Regions from separate parts of the Acanthopagrus latus genome. Here region 1 is linked to region 2. The links are chromatin contacts, called in public Hi-C maps. All regions are on one chromosome and are shown on one strand. Each heading gives the region's core, a stretch centred on a gene start, on an enhancer-like site or on the middle of the called end of the contact. The rest is flanking DNA. Distances are from core to core; before and after follow the strand shown.

The links. A called contact is a pair of places that touch in the nucleus more often than the background predicts.
Region 1: a contact with region 2 is called in a Hi-C map of muscle, with 2.8 times the contacts expected there. The contact joins the promoter of enc1 here to the promoter of ankra2 in region 2. A contact is called at or near these places in 2 of 4 Hi-C or Micro-C datasets (liver and muscle).

Annotation. Positions count from the first base shown.
Region 1 is chr12:21,703,137-21,709,466 of fAcaLat1.1, forward strand. enc1 (ectoderm-neural cortex protein 1) reads right to left here and starts at 2,971. Exons shown (of 3, transcript XM_037118074.1): 1 at 2,634-2,971. It overlaps hexb (beta-hexosaminidase subunit beta), which reads left to right and starts at 6,271. Exons shown (of 14, transcript XM_037116707.1): 1 at 6,271-6,330.
Region 2 is chr12:21,536,077-21,542,880 of fAcaLat1.1, forward strand. ankra2 (ankyrin repeat family A protein 2) reads right to left here and starts at 2,630. Exons shown (of 9, transcript XM_037117545.1): 1 at 2,500-2,630; 2 at 1,875-2,223; 3 at 1,598-1,756; 4 at 1,440-1,505; 5 at 442-539; 6 at 217-342; 7 at 1-64. The coding sequence starts at 2,166.

The sequences.
Region 1 (6,330 bases), core at 1,721-4,220, 170 kb after region 2:
GGGAGTAAACATCATTGTCGCAGCCCTTTTATCTAACAATCTGTTGCCTGACTTCCAGAGAGTAATCATTTCCTCTCCGAGATGACTCACAAGAGCTGCTTTCTCATCTCGATAATGGCACGGCACGACAGAGCCGAGTTCTCAGAAATGCCAAATATTTTTGCTCCGTTGTCCAAATAAAATTTTGCGCCAAGAGGTTTAAAATGTCTCGGCTTTCTACTTATCTCCTCGACCGTTTGTGCTCGTTATAATTTCAGGTTTTCTCTCTTAATTTCAAAATCTTGACAATCACAGCCTGCGTGCTGCTTTTTCCCCCATTAAATTACACACCGCCTCGTACAGTCGCCGGAGGTGTTTTTTTTGCTTGTTTTAATCTGAGTTTTTGCATTTTTTATCAAACAAACTTTCTCGCTGGGTGAGTGAGCTCGCACGTTACAGTTGGGAGCAGAACAAAGAGAGGAGCAGTAAAACAGATATTTAAATCATTTGCATATTAAAGGATAAAGCCTGGACTACCAACTAAAGCCTGCACGTCCTGAAAACCCTTTACTTGTGATTTAAATGGAAATGTGTGCTTTGCTTCAACTCTCCAGTGGGAAGTTTGTATTATTATTCAATGCAAAACCTACAGAATCAAACAGAAACTTGGGTTTAAAAACATATTCTCTTTCATGGAAGTTGTGCTCCTTTGTGTTCCCCTTGATCACAAACATCAACACCTCTTCAGACTGGATATTAACCCAACACGTGTAAATGCAGATTATTGCGGGGGGGTCAGATTACTGCAACCCCCATATATCCACTCAAATCTGATTATTGCTTTAACCTAGTTGCTGACAGTAAACAAGCTGCTGTGAAACTCTTTGACTGCCTGTCAGGCACAGATTGACGTCAGGCGTCTCAAAACTTTATTTATCCATTAATCAAATTGGCTCATTTATTCATTATTTCCAATCATAAGACAAATACCAAACATTCTCTGATTCCAGCCTCTCAAACGTGAATCTTAGCTGCTGATATTGTTTGTAAGTGATTGTAAACTGGAAATCTTTGAATTTTGAGACTGTTAGTCAGCAAAACATGTGATTTGAAGACTCCACTTTAAACTTCTGGGAACTTTGATGGACATATGTCACTATTTTCTATCTCTTTATGGATCACATGATTACTCAGTTATTAGTTTATTACGTGAGCTCACTGAAACTATCGAATGAAAACATACGAGCAGAAATGTAAAAGTCTTGTGTTTCAGCACGAACCAACAGCGATCGATACGTCGACTGAGAAAAATAACCAATTGTTTTTGATAAGGGCAGAGAATAATGATTATTCTCATCGTCAAATATTTGTTGATAATTTTACTGATTAACTGATGAGACGTTTGATCTATAAAATGTCAGAAAATGGTCAAAATCCCAAGATTATGTAGAGGAAACAGAAAATATTCGCACTAAAGTAGCTGCAATCAGCAAATTCTGACTTTTATTTAAGCAAAAATAGTGAGAAAAAGCAACACGTTCTCTGCTTCGGCTTCTCAAATGTGAGAATTGGCTGCTTGCTGCTGGTTTATCAGACATGAGAAGTCAAATTTTTCACCAGTTTTAACATTTAACACCTGAAGGATCATAAAAAGTCATCAGTGGGTTCATTAATAAAAGCAGCTATTAATATCAATCACTGCTCTTGGTGTTATAATTGGCTGGTGGTCACTGACAGTAACTTGACGCCCAGACAGAATATTCCAGCAGCGTGACACTGAGATCCGCCTGGATGTCTGCGAGAGTTGTCATCCTCACCCCCCCCTTCACAAAGAGCAGATCCACAGGCACATAACCGGAAAGCACATACATGCCACACTCCACAAAAAAGAAGCGCACAGTGAGAAAAGAAAAGAGAGAGAAGGCATGCGAGCCTCTGCTCTCGCTCTGTATCCGAGCTGAGGCCCGGCTTTGGCTGCAGTCTGTTTTAAAATCATTGCCAGGTGTTCACAGTCAACCATGGACTCAGGAAGAGAGGGATGGGGAAGGGAGAGACTTCAAAAGTAAACACCACAGGCTCATATGGGCCGGCTCAGTACATCTGCCACTTGGAGGAAGAAAGGAGAGAAAAAAATGAAACAAAATGCAAAAAAAAACAAAACATGGAAGCTGTTGTTGATCTGCATCAATCTGCAACAGACTCAGATGTGTGTCTTCAAACCCAGCTGTGCCTACACATCTGGGCTTTTTATTCATTCATAACAACAACAAAAAACAAAAAAAATCACACCTTGTGCATGCATGGGTATGCACAGGAGCAAGACGCAAAGAGGAGAGCGCACAAAGGACCGAGAGGGAGCTGAGGAGGGGATGGCATGAAAATAACAAGAAAAAGAAGCAGGAGCGTCAACGTGCAGGAACAACAGTGATAACACAACACAGACACGAGCAGTGGAGGTCAACAAGAGTCTTTTGTGCATCAGCCTCTCTCTCTCTCTCTCTCTCTCTCTCTCTCTGCCACAGCCCCCGAGTTTTCCATCATCAGGTGATCAGACACAAAAACAACGGGGTGCAGCAGCTGTTGGAATTAAAACTACAGAAAAAAAAAATCTGTTTTATGAGCTATGATAAAAGGAAGGGTGAGGTTTTTTTTACCTCTTTGGGTGAAAGCAGGAGTTCAATCGTGTCCGCGGGATCCCTCGAACATGCCACTTCTGACAGAGCCACGATGCAGAAGCCTGCGCGCCCGGGGAGCGAAACAACTCCGTGGTTATTTCCCGAGAAGCTCACAGCGAGACGAGGCCGTTTTCTCCCTCAGATTACTGCGCTACAGCTGACTCTGGATCAGATCCCCCGAAGCAGAAGCTTTTATATATATATGAAACAGAATAAAGGGGGATTCGGTGTGTTAAAGAGGCTCGGAGGCGTTTCTCCTCCTGTGCTGCTCCGCTCCTGAGTGTCGCTCCTCCGCCTGCGCTCTCAGTCCTCTCTGGCTGGATCAATGGGTGTGTTTACAAAGAGAGGAGGGGGGAGGGAGAGGAGAGGGACAAGAGATGGAGAGAGGGGGGAGGACGCCTCCTCCTAGTGCAGGAAATGAAGTGAGACAGAGACTGTGTGCTAAGATGAGGAGGACTCATCGTCTCCAGGCACAAGTTTCCCCCACAAACGTGCAAACAGTTGATTTAAGTTAATGGATAGATATTTTTTGCACTGTTCCTTTAAGCCTCAACAAACTCCTCTTTGTTTTTTCAATCCTGAAGAAACAAACTGAATATACTGTTTTAACTTTGTTTATATGTGGCGGACCCTGCCACCTCTCTAGCCTCGACCGTATTTTCCTCTGAGAACAGCTCATTTGTTCAGTTACGGAAGAAGTAAATAAGCCTGAGTTTGCATCGTTACCTCACTGATATTGTAAATATTCCAATTGTGAGTTTGAATGTCTTTGTCAAAGTGCCCCTTTAAAGTTGTACTCACGATCACGAACCTTAAACCTCAACCAGACATCTGAAAAGTGAGCAGTCAAATAAATGTAGCAGAGAGAAAAATGGATATGAAGGGAAATAATCGAGTATCAGTCACCAGTTTTCAGATTAAGATTTACTTATGAACCATTTATAAAACATTAAAAATCGGCCTCATCCACAACATGTAGGTAACATTTGTGTCACTGAATCAATGATCGATTCCCAATCATGCTAAACTATCCATCTGTCTATTGAGTAAAAACCTGAATACAAAGCTTTTATCTGAAATGAAGTTATTTTCTTTCTGCAAATTACCACATCAGGTAGACTAGGCTTAAAAGTTTAAAAGTAGTGTTAAAGTGTCGTATCTGAATGCTTCTTTTGTAGTGTACATGTTCATTGTTGTAAAAGAAACTACAATATTAACACATCCTTAACAATCAAATTGTAAACAGTGACATGTAGAGTTGTTTCGCAGCAGTTTGCAACACATTTTAGTTGGTATAAATACCCAAATGAAAAATAATGCTAACACATGAGTAATTGTATTGTGTTGGGTTAGTTTTGACCCAGCACTTCTTACAGTGTGACTCCAGGATCAGGCTGCATTTGTTGTTTTAAAGCCAGTTTAATAAACATTGTTTTTAAAGCACAGCAGTGGATGAAATGTTCCTGCCGCTGATGCTTAGAGCCCGAGCCTGTTCCCCGGTGTGCACTGTGATCGCGGCCTGAGAGAAAGAAGTTAATGTTGTTTTTGTTTTGCTTTTGTGGCGTCACAACTCTGAAAACTGCACTAACATATAGAAAAACACCATGATGGTTTGGCTGAGTCACAGCAGACTCGCCAGTCGTTCCCACAGACAGTGTAAATCCTATAGGATCATAAAGGCCCTGTGGGTTTTGGGGTCGGGGTAGCTGGGAACAGGAAGTCCAACTTTATCCCTGGACATCTTGTGTGAGTCACATCTGCGGTTCCTGTTGATGGTGCTCTTGGCTGTGACTAAACTCCTCACTGGACCCTCGAGGTCGTGTTATTCTGTCTGTTTTCGGTGATTAGAGCCATTGCATAATCACATCCTGCTTGTTTTCCCATCAGCCGGCTTTTATAGAGACAGAATATCACAATTACAGTCGCTTCATGTTAAGGATGATGCAGCATATTGTTCCTGAGAAAGAGAGAGAGAAACAGAGTGTGATTAGTTGGAAATAAAAAGCTCTTGGTGGCAGCGGCTGCTTCATACGTGTGACCGGAGAGACATCTAGTGGACAAAACGCTGACGATGCTGAGAAAACAGACTGATGGTTGTGACCACAAACAGGAAGTTATTTATCTAATTATCTAACCTTAATGTCTGGTTGACTTTGGCTTTACTTCCCCAGTGCTATATGTGTTAAAAGAACAATAATACCTGCAAAATAAAGCATTTATTTTCTTTAAATATCTATATTTTTACTTTTTACCACAAACAAGCTTAATGAAGGCAACACTTTAAGAAAATGACAATAAAAAAACATTGTAATTCACCAAGTAAGACAATATTTGATGTTATATGGGCAATGAATGAACTAATGTGTTCCTAGTGATGTGATATTCAAGCTGACACCAATCAGATTTCGATAAGATTCTTGCTTTGAGATGTTTTTTTTACAGAAGGTGCATGAAACCTGTGACCAGAATCACTGAATTAATTCAGTTCTCAGCACAGCAGAGAAAAATAGCCATAGGCATGTTTTGTATCCTCCCTTGTTGGGAAAAAAGTTTGAAAGAGTGAGTAAATGTTTAATTTGACTTGTATTTTCATGTCATGCACAAGAGTTCCCAACACTGGTCGGGTCTACAAGACACCAAAAATACAGTTGCAGTGGTCAAACAGCTCATTTCATTTCATTTCATTACAAAATTAAACATTATTTGCAGCTTAAACAAAACATTCTGCCTTCTCTTCCAGGCTTAACAAAAAATGTATGTATGTTATTCACATTAGAACAATAACCAGCTCTATAGGGGTGTTTGTAGCATCAGATACCTCGGGTCCAGTCATCCATGTCGATGTTACTTTCCCACATACCACCTACCTGAGCATTGCTGCTGACCAGGTACACCCTTTCATGGAAACAGTACTCTCTGACTGGCTGTGGCCTCTTTTAGCAGGATAATGCGACGTGCCACAAAGCGAAAAACGGTTCAGGAATGGTTTGAGGAGCACAACAACGAGTTTGAAGTGTTGACTTGGCCTCCAAATTCCCCATATCTCAGTCCTGCTGAGCACCTGTAGGAGAATGAGCCGGGAGTCCTGATCCATGGAGCTCCCACCTCACAACGTACAAGACTCAAAAGGATCTGCTGGTGACGTCTTGGAGCCAGATACCACAGCACACCTTCAGGGGCCAAGCGGAGTCCATGCTTCGACGGGTCAGGGTAGTTTTGGCAGCAAAATGGGGACCAACACAACATTAGGCAGGTGGTCATCATGTTATGCCTGATCGGTGTTAATATCATAAACAAATCTTTGTAATGGATTTTACTGATTTTATATTCCCTGAATGTTTATTATGAAAATCCAGCATTTCTTTTCAAAAGCTCACATGTCATGTGACTCAATGACTCCAAACCAATGTGAAACGTTATCACTACACTGTGACATAGGACACGCCTCTTTTTAATGGATGTAACTTTTCCTTTTATTGGATTTGAATTTCTTTTATTTTGATCAACACCAACGTGTGTCGTTACACTGGTTGAACGAGACACACCTGTTCTGTTTTTTTGTTTTAGATTCACGTTTAAATCGCTGCGTCCCCTTTAAAAATCGTTGCACAAACTTACTTCCGCGTTACAAGCCCCGCCCACCTCGATCCACTCATAATGTTGCTGCCTGATCTGC
Region 2 (6,804 bases), core at 1,380-3,879:
ACAAGATTTCCACGCAGCGTACATGATTCCCGTGAACAGCATACAGCAGAGGGGCTCCTCCATTCTGAAAACCACAGGAGGATCATCACAACAGGCCGCCATGAAGACTGACGCCTCCACATGACGTCATGAGCATCAACAACAATAAACCACCTCACAGAATCTCCCCCATCACATTTTTGTTGTTGTATCTTTACAGACGTTGAGTATTCTTACCCAATCATACTCATTCACATCAACACCGCAGTCGATGAGCATCTTCACAATATCAGTGTATCCCTTACTGCAGGCCAAGGACAATGCACTTTCCCTCCCTTTGGCCAGGAGGTTTGGATCAGCACCCTACAGTGAAGAATGATACAGAAAGACAACCACAGAGTAAATAAAAAGGGCATGCTGCTCTCATATCTGAATTATACGCTGAAGTTCAACTTTTCTTACATTTTGGAGCAGAAACTCGACGACAGCGATTTGTCCATGTGCAGCTGCCCACATCAGGGGGGTGAAACCTTCCTCATCTTGGAGATTGATCACAGTTTCTATAAAAATGATATATAACAAGACAAAACATTGGAATCGTTACATATGTTTTCATCACCATCCATCATCTATATCTACTTAAACCTTGCAGGATTGTAGTTGACAGTGGGCAAGACTCATGAACTTCTGTAATATCAACATTGCAATAAAGATCCTTTTGCTCTTATTGTTTATTACTCTGTGTCTTCACAATATGTTATCTGGGTGTTTGAAAACACTATTAGACAGTTATTATTATATCATAACATTAACTTACTCTTGTTATACTATACATAAAGTATATATTTTTCTCTAAGCACTTATTAGTAAGAGTAGTAGGGCTGAAACAATTAGCTGATTAGAACTATAATGATGATCAAATAATTTGATTAATTTTTCTAAAGATTAAAAAAAAAACGGTCCATATTTGCTTCTTAATTTTGAAAATGTACCATTTCTTTCTCTTACATGTCAACAAACTCTTCGTCTTTGGTTTTTGGGTCGTTGTTCTGACAGCTGTCACTATTTTCTGACATTTTTTGACGAAATATTAAATTGATCAAGAAAATAAAAAAAAAAAACACGACAGAAAAATGAGAATTCAGTCATTATCTAGTCACTCCCATGAGCTAGCTTACCGAAACTTTCATTAGACTGGACTAGCTTCATCTAGCACTTTCATTTTGTTGTTGTTTTTTAATTGTGAAACAACAAGTCACCATCTACTTCATTTATTTAGAGAATGCTACAACACTGTTTGGCTGTGATTCTTTTGAAATACTTGATAGACTACCTAACTTCATCCAACTGTCCACAGACATAGGGGCGAGTAGATAATAAAATTGTACTTTTTTGGTTAATATTTGTTGGAAACACTCTCTCAGCATATATATAACATGACATGGTTACGTATGGCCTACCTTGTTCAATCCTGCTGGCCAGAAACACCATTTCACCCTGGGCCGCCAGCTGATGAATGGACAAGGCTGAAAGGAAAGAACATGCATATATTGATGAAAATGTTGATTCCTGTCAGAAACACTGTAATAAATGAAGTCGGAACAACTGTGGTACTTACAATGCACCAAAAGAGGCGTGGAGGAGACTTCATTGCCACGGTGCTTATTAGTGAGTGTGGTGGACTGTTTGATGGGGGAGAAATGTTTGGTTGTGGAAGGCGTGTAAACATGGCGCACTTGTATTCCAGGAGAAGGTGAAGTCTGGATATTGCACTCAGCTGAAATAGAGAGAGAGACATTTTATTGGTTACAACATGATCACAACATATCCATATTGAAATGTCAACGCCATTTAGAGTAACTGTAATTTTGGAGCCGTATAAACATAGCTCTGACCTTTAAACAAAACAGAAGCCACCTCTAGATCAGAGTTGACCTGGTCCTGGATGTTCTTGCTGTCCTCCTCGTTCAGCGACTTGACAAATCTCGAGCACACGTTCATGTCAAAGCGGTTGGGCAGGATGAATTTGATGCCCATGGCCACATTTTGGGTGCCTGGGTCATCTCCCGTCGACTGCTCAGTCTTGATGGCACTCAAATCCGGCATAACGCAGATCCCCTCCATGTCCTCAGACCCCAGGGGACACTCAGATGTCCCATCCGAGGTTGACATTACAACGCTGTCCATCCTCCGCTCACACACACTGAACCGTCACACTGAGTTTGAACTGAGGCTACTGCGCGCCTGAAATGCGGAGATAATTTATATTAAAAACAAAAGTCGGTGTTTTGTTTCAATTCACATTACTTAAAGCGTTTACGTTAGCTTTCTTGATCTGACGATGCTAATCTACATATTAGTTAAATGCCTGTCTGTTAGCTACCAGTTAGCATGCTAGCTATTGTTATCGTAACCTCGCTAGTCACACTCTCTAACCGTGACAAACATATATGAACATGGACACACATTAAGCTTAGACGTCAAAAAGGGCTAATAAATAAAAACGAAGACATTTCTTACTCGAAAATGCATTGTTTTTCTTGAATATCCTCGTGCAGCGACCGCTATTGTAGCGGTGTTTTGACAGGTGTACGCATGCGCAAGTGCTCGCGTCCTCAACGTGGTCCGTCCGCTATTAGCCTCCCTCTTTTTAGTTCCGGAACCACCAGGTGGCCAAAATGAACATAATTTCTAAACTCTGACTGAATATCTCATTCAAGCAGTTGCCAAATGTATGATCTCACTATCACCGTAGGATTATACAATATATACGTAACCTAACACACTATAAATATCATCAAGATTAGCAGAAATAATTCAGTTGAAGCAGACATGAAGTTGTGACAACTGAAGCCATGATGTGGTCATCAAAATAGCATAGTGATATAGAAAATCAATGGTGATTATTATAGACAAATAATTCATTAAATGTAGTAATTCACATTTCTGTAACACATCAGTGAAATGCTAGAACTAAAATAGAATATTTAATCAGGGTGCTCACATCATGTGTTCTTGATATCTTCACTAATATGAGGAGGCAAATATTCATCATTCCAGGCTATTTTCCTATTAAAAGAGATGTCAGTGAGTCAGGCAACATACACAAGCAGGGAATTCAATCCCTCCAAAAGTCTGTTCCAGTAAAAAACAATAATTCCTGCACAAATTAATTTCCAATGAAACCTGAAGATTGTTTACAAAATGACAAATGGAATAAAGTTCTGTAAGTGCTCAAGAGGAACTGAAATGGGAGCCTGAAGACAGATCTGAGGCCTGTAAGACAAGGTGGCATTTGCAAATGAACGGCAATTGATTAAAAACAACAACAACAACAACAACAACAACAACAACAACAACAACAACAACAACAACAAAACACATTTCAAGACACTTCATGTTACTTCAACATCACCAATGGTAAAGGACTTTACATAACACAGTATCACTGTGGCTGAAAGTGTTTGTTTTTTTTTACTTGAATTGGACACACACACACATAATGAAATTTGAACTTGAATTTGAAAATTATGAAAAAGTTATACTGAAAATGTAAATACAGCATTAAGGAAACTGAGCACTTGCGAAGTGAGTGAATAGAGGTGCTGAGAGTGGTCAGTAAGAGGAAAGATTCATGTGTTTATGAGTGTTGAACATTAAAGGATGTGAAAATGTGAAATATGAAAAAACCTTAAAAACAGATGTGCAAAACTGACAGAAGCTGACATCCAAACCAGTCCAGTGGATCACCAGCAGAGGGTCGACTCTGATCATATCAGACACACACACAATTTTCTTTCAGACATTCATCCCACATTAAAAACACGATATTCCATATGCCAGTGTCACAGGATAGTTGATAACAATAGTAATGCTGATTTCTCCCAGGAGGGCAGAAATGCTGAATAGCTTGGCCCCCCTGGGACCTGCCCATGACCCGGGGTCTGTTGCCAGGGCTTTGCAAAGTATTTTTGTGTCAGATCCAATTAGGCTTATTGGTCTAAGTGAGGAGCACTCTGTGGATTGTTTCCCTGGTTTCAAGATAAATACCTTTTGACAGGATTCATCACACATTTTATATTTAAGAGTGGAAATAGTCATTTATCATGAAACAGTCAGATGAACCTGATTAGATGTGGTTTCATCTGTGTGGGTAACTTTCAAACGTTCACGTTCTGCTTCCTGATGTCTGTGCAGAAAGGTTTCATTCACACCAGAAAAAAAATACTTTGACCCAATGGCCTATTTTCTAAACTAACTTTTCGAGACAAATTCTCTGGTCAGCAGGTTCTCCACCACAGGAGGTCTGTTAGAAGCCATATTTCAGCAGGTTTTGCTGTTTCAAGGAAGATGACTAGCTGATCAGGTATATAAGATTTCAACTGTCTGAGTGTCACCTCAGTCAAACATTACCTTTCTCTGTGACTGAAACACAGCAGTGGGTGAGAGACAGATGATGATGGATGGACTTAGAACTCGTAAGTACAATTACTTATTACTTAAAGTCAGCGTATCAGTAACTGACATCATTATAGGCTCTGATCCAGTATCATCTGGCTTGTCCTGGCTCCTTTAATAACTTTAAATCCAACTCATGGCTGTGTAAAAGTAATTACTGACCACTGATGAGCAGATGCTCTGAATAATAATCAAATAGCGACGCCATACCCTCAGGAAGGGGGCTTACATGAGAAAAGTTCAACAAAGCAGAAAGAGTTTGAGCTTGTTTGATATTCTATTAGATCGCTTTACCACATTAATGACGGGGAATTACAAATTCGCTCCAGCAGTGGTTATTTTCTTTGCTCGAGGTTCCAACGTATTAATCTGATTTAGAGGTTACGGCAACTATTTTCTCAGAATTGCTCAAATCCCTCAATTGAATGGTATAAACATGGCATTAGCCTTCTTTCTGTTTAATTGCTGTGAATTGAGGTGAAGTGAGTGGTCCGCAGTGCCTCACATGTCGGCCTACTTGTTCTGATTTGACCCCCTGGGGCCTGAAAGGTGCAAGGTGGTGATTTTCAAATGGACTGGAGTATCTACAACCCTTCTTCTTCCCAAATAAAGGGTTTCATTGACTTTTCATGTCCTTTTTTTACTGACTTTTTACTGTAAAAGACACTCACAAGGGGGGGAAACACCAGAAATTGGGCATTTTTGTTGGAATTAAACCTTCATTCAATGCCAGAACAAAGAGAACAAAGAAAGAATTTAAAACGTTGCTTTGAATGAGGAGGCTTGTGTTGCAAAATTCAAATCCCTCAATCTCAACTTAAGGCCTGAATTTTTTACGACTGGTGTGATCGAGAGGTCAGGAGGAGCTTTTTGCGGCTCAGTTTGTTAATGTAAAAAAATTACCACACAGCGAGTCGTAAGCTGTTATTCTTGGACTGTGTGTGGAATGTCTTTTCAGCAAAAAAAAGGAGGCGGGATTGAAACAGTCTAATGGCGGCTGTGCTGGGTTTATACCACCAGACAGTGGAGGTGAAAGGTCGTGACCCGCCCAAGATCAAGATCACGTGCACCTGTGGGTGATGATTTCCATGCTGGATCTGGATCCCACACACTAAAAACAAGATCAGCATGCATCAAACTATTCCTCGGATTTGTGGGTGTCACTCTGTGGTGCACTGTGCAGTTTATTTAGAGAAACAAGTGTGAGGTGCCAGATGATGTGCTGTTTGTTGACTGTCGTGCGGGAAACCTCCACATGATGGCAGCATCGTCACTTCATTCACTTTTGTACTGTCCCAGACTTTTGCCAGGAGATGTCGCCAAAGTTTGACAGGAGTGTGGCAAATATAAAAAGGGTTTGTTCCCTCTCCAAATGGTCTATAAGCCTTTAATCTCCCCAATTACGGAAGACAAAACTGTCCACAAGAAAGTCTAAATTAACTCAGACTGCTGATTGTGTTTAATTTAAGACTGCATTGTGGCAGACTGTCAGCTGTGGCCTCATTTCAGATGCTTTAATCTGCTGCTCATTATCAGTCAGTGGAATAAGTGTGGGAGCAGGAAGGGTGGGAAAGTCTTCCTCTGGCTTCCCGTCATACGTCTGGGTGTCTTCTGTGTGTGTGTTTATGGTCCAACTGAGGCCTGACAGATCTCTATCCAGCAGCAGAGCATCAGGAAGTGTTTCATGCAAACTGAACACTGATATGAAGCAGTGCTGCAGTGCTGACACAAGTCATTTATACCTGATTCTACACTTCGTTGTTTGAATTAAAATGTAATACTTGGAAGTGAGCTGCTGCTGAATGTCAACGCTTAGCATCACAATTGCATCTATGCTATAATGATACGATCAGTAGGCCTGCTAGCTCTATGATCATACAGTTAAAGCATGATAATAATACATGCTTAACATAGTTTAGCTCGAGCAGAAATGAGTCATTAAGTCATTGAGCGTAAATGTTGACATCAGCTAACAACAGCCGTCACCATGAGTGACTGGTCAGATCAGGCCAAGTAAGGAAAAAGCAAAACCCACGAGTGTAACGAATTCACACTTTACAAACATGTGCAAAGGAAAACAAGGTCAACAGAACAGACAATAAAAGATGTAGTTATGCGTTGAATGTATCAATACGGCAGTATCAGTGTACACATAAAACACTGCCGTTGATGGCTAGCTCCAAACTATAAAAGGGCAGTCCACTCATTTTAATCATCAAATTTAGATAATTAGTCTCAAGGAGTTCCACTCAACCAGCTGTGAATAAACAGTTGTTAAGTGATGATGTCATCTTATCTTGAGACTGAATTTTGATCTTTAGCCAAACAAGAAGAGAATTCATCTGTATGTTGACTGTGACAAAGACT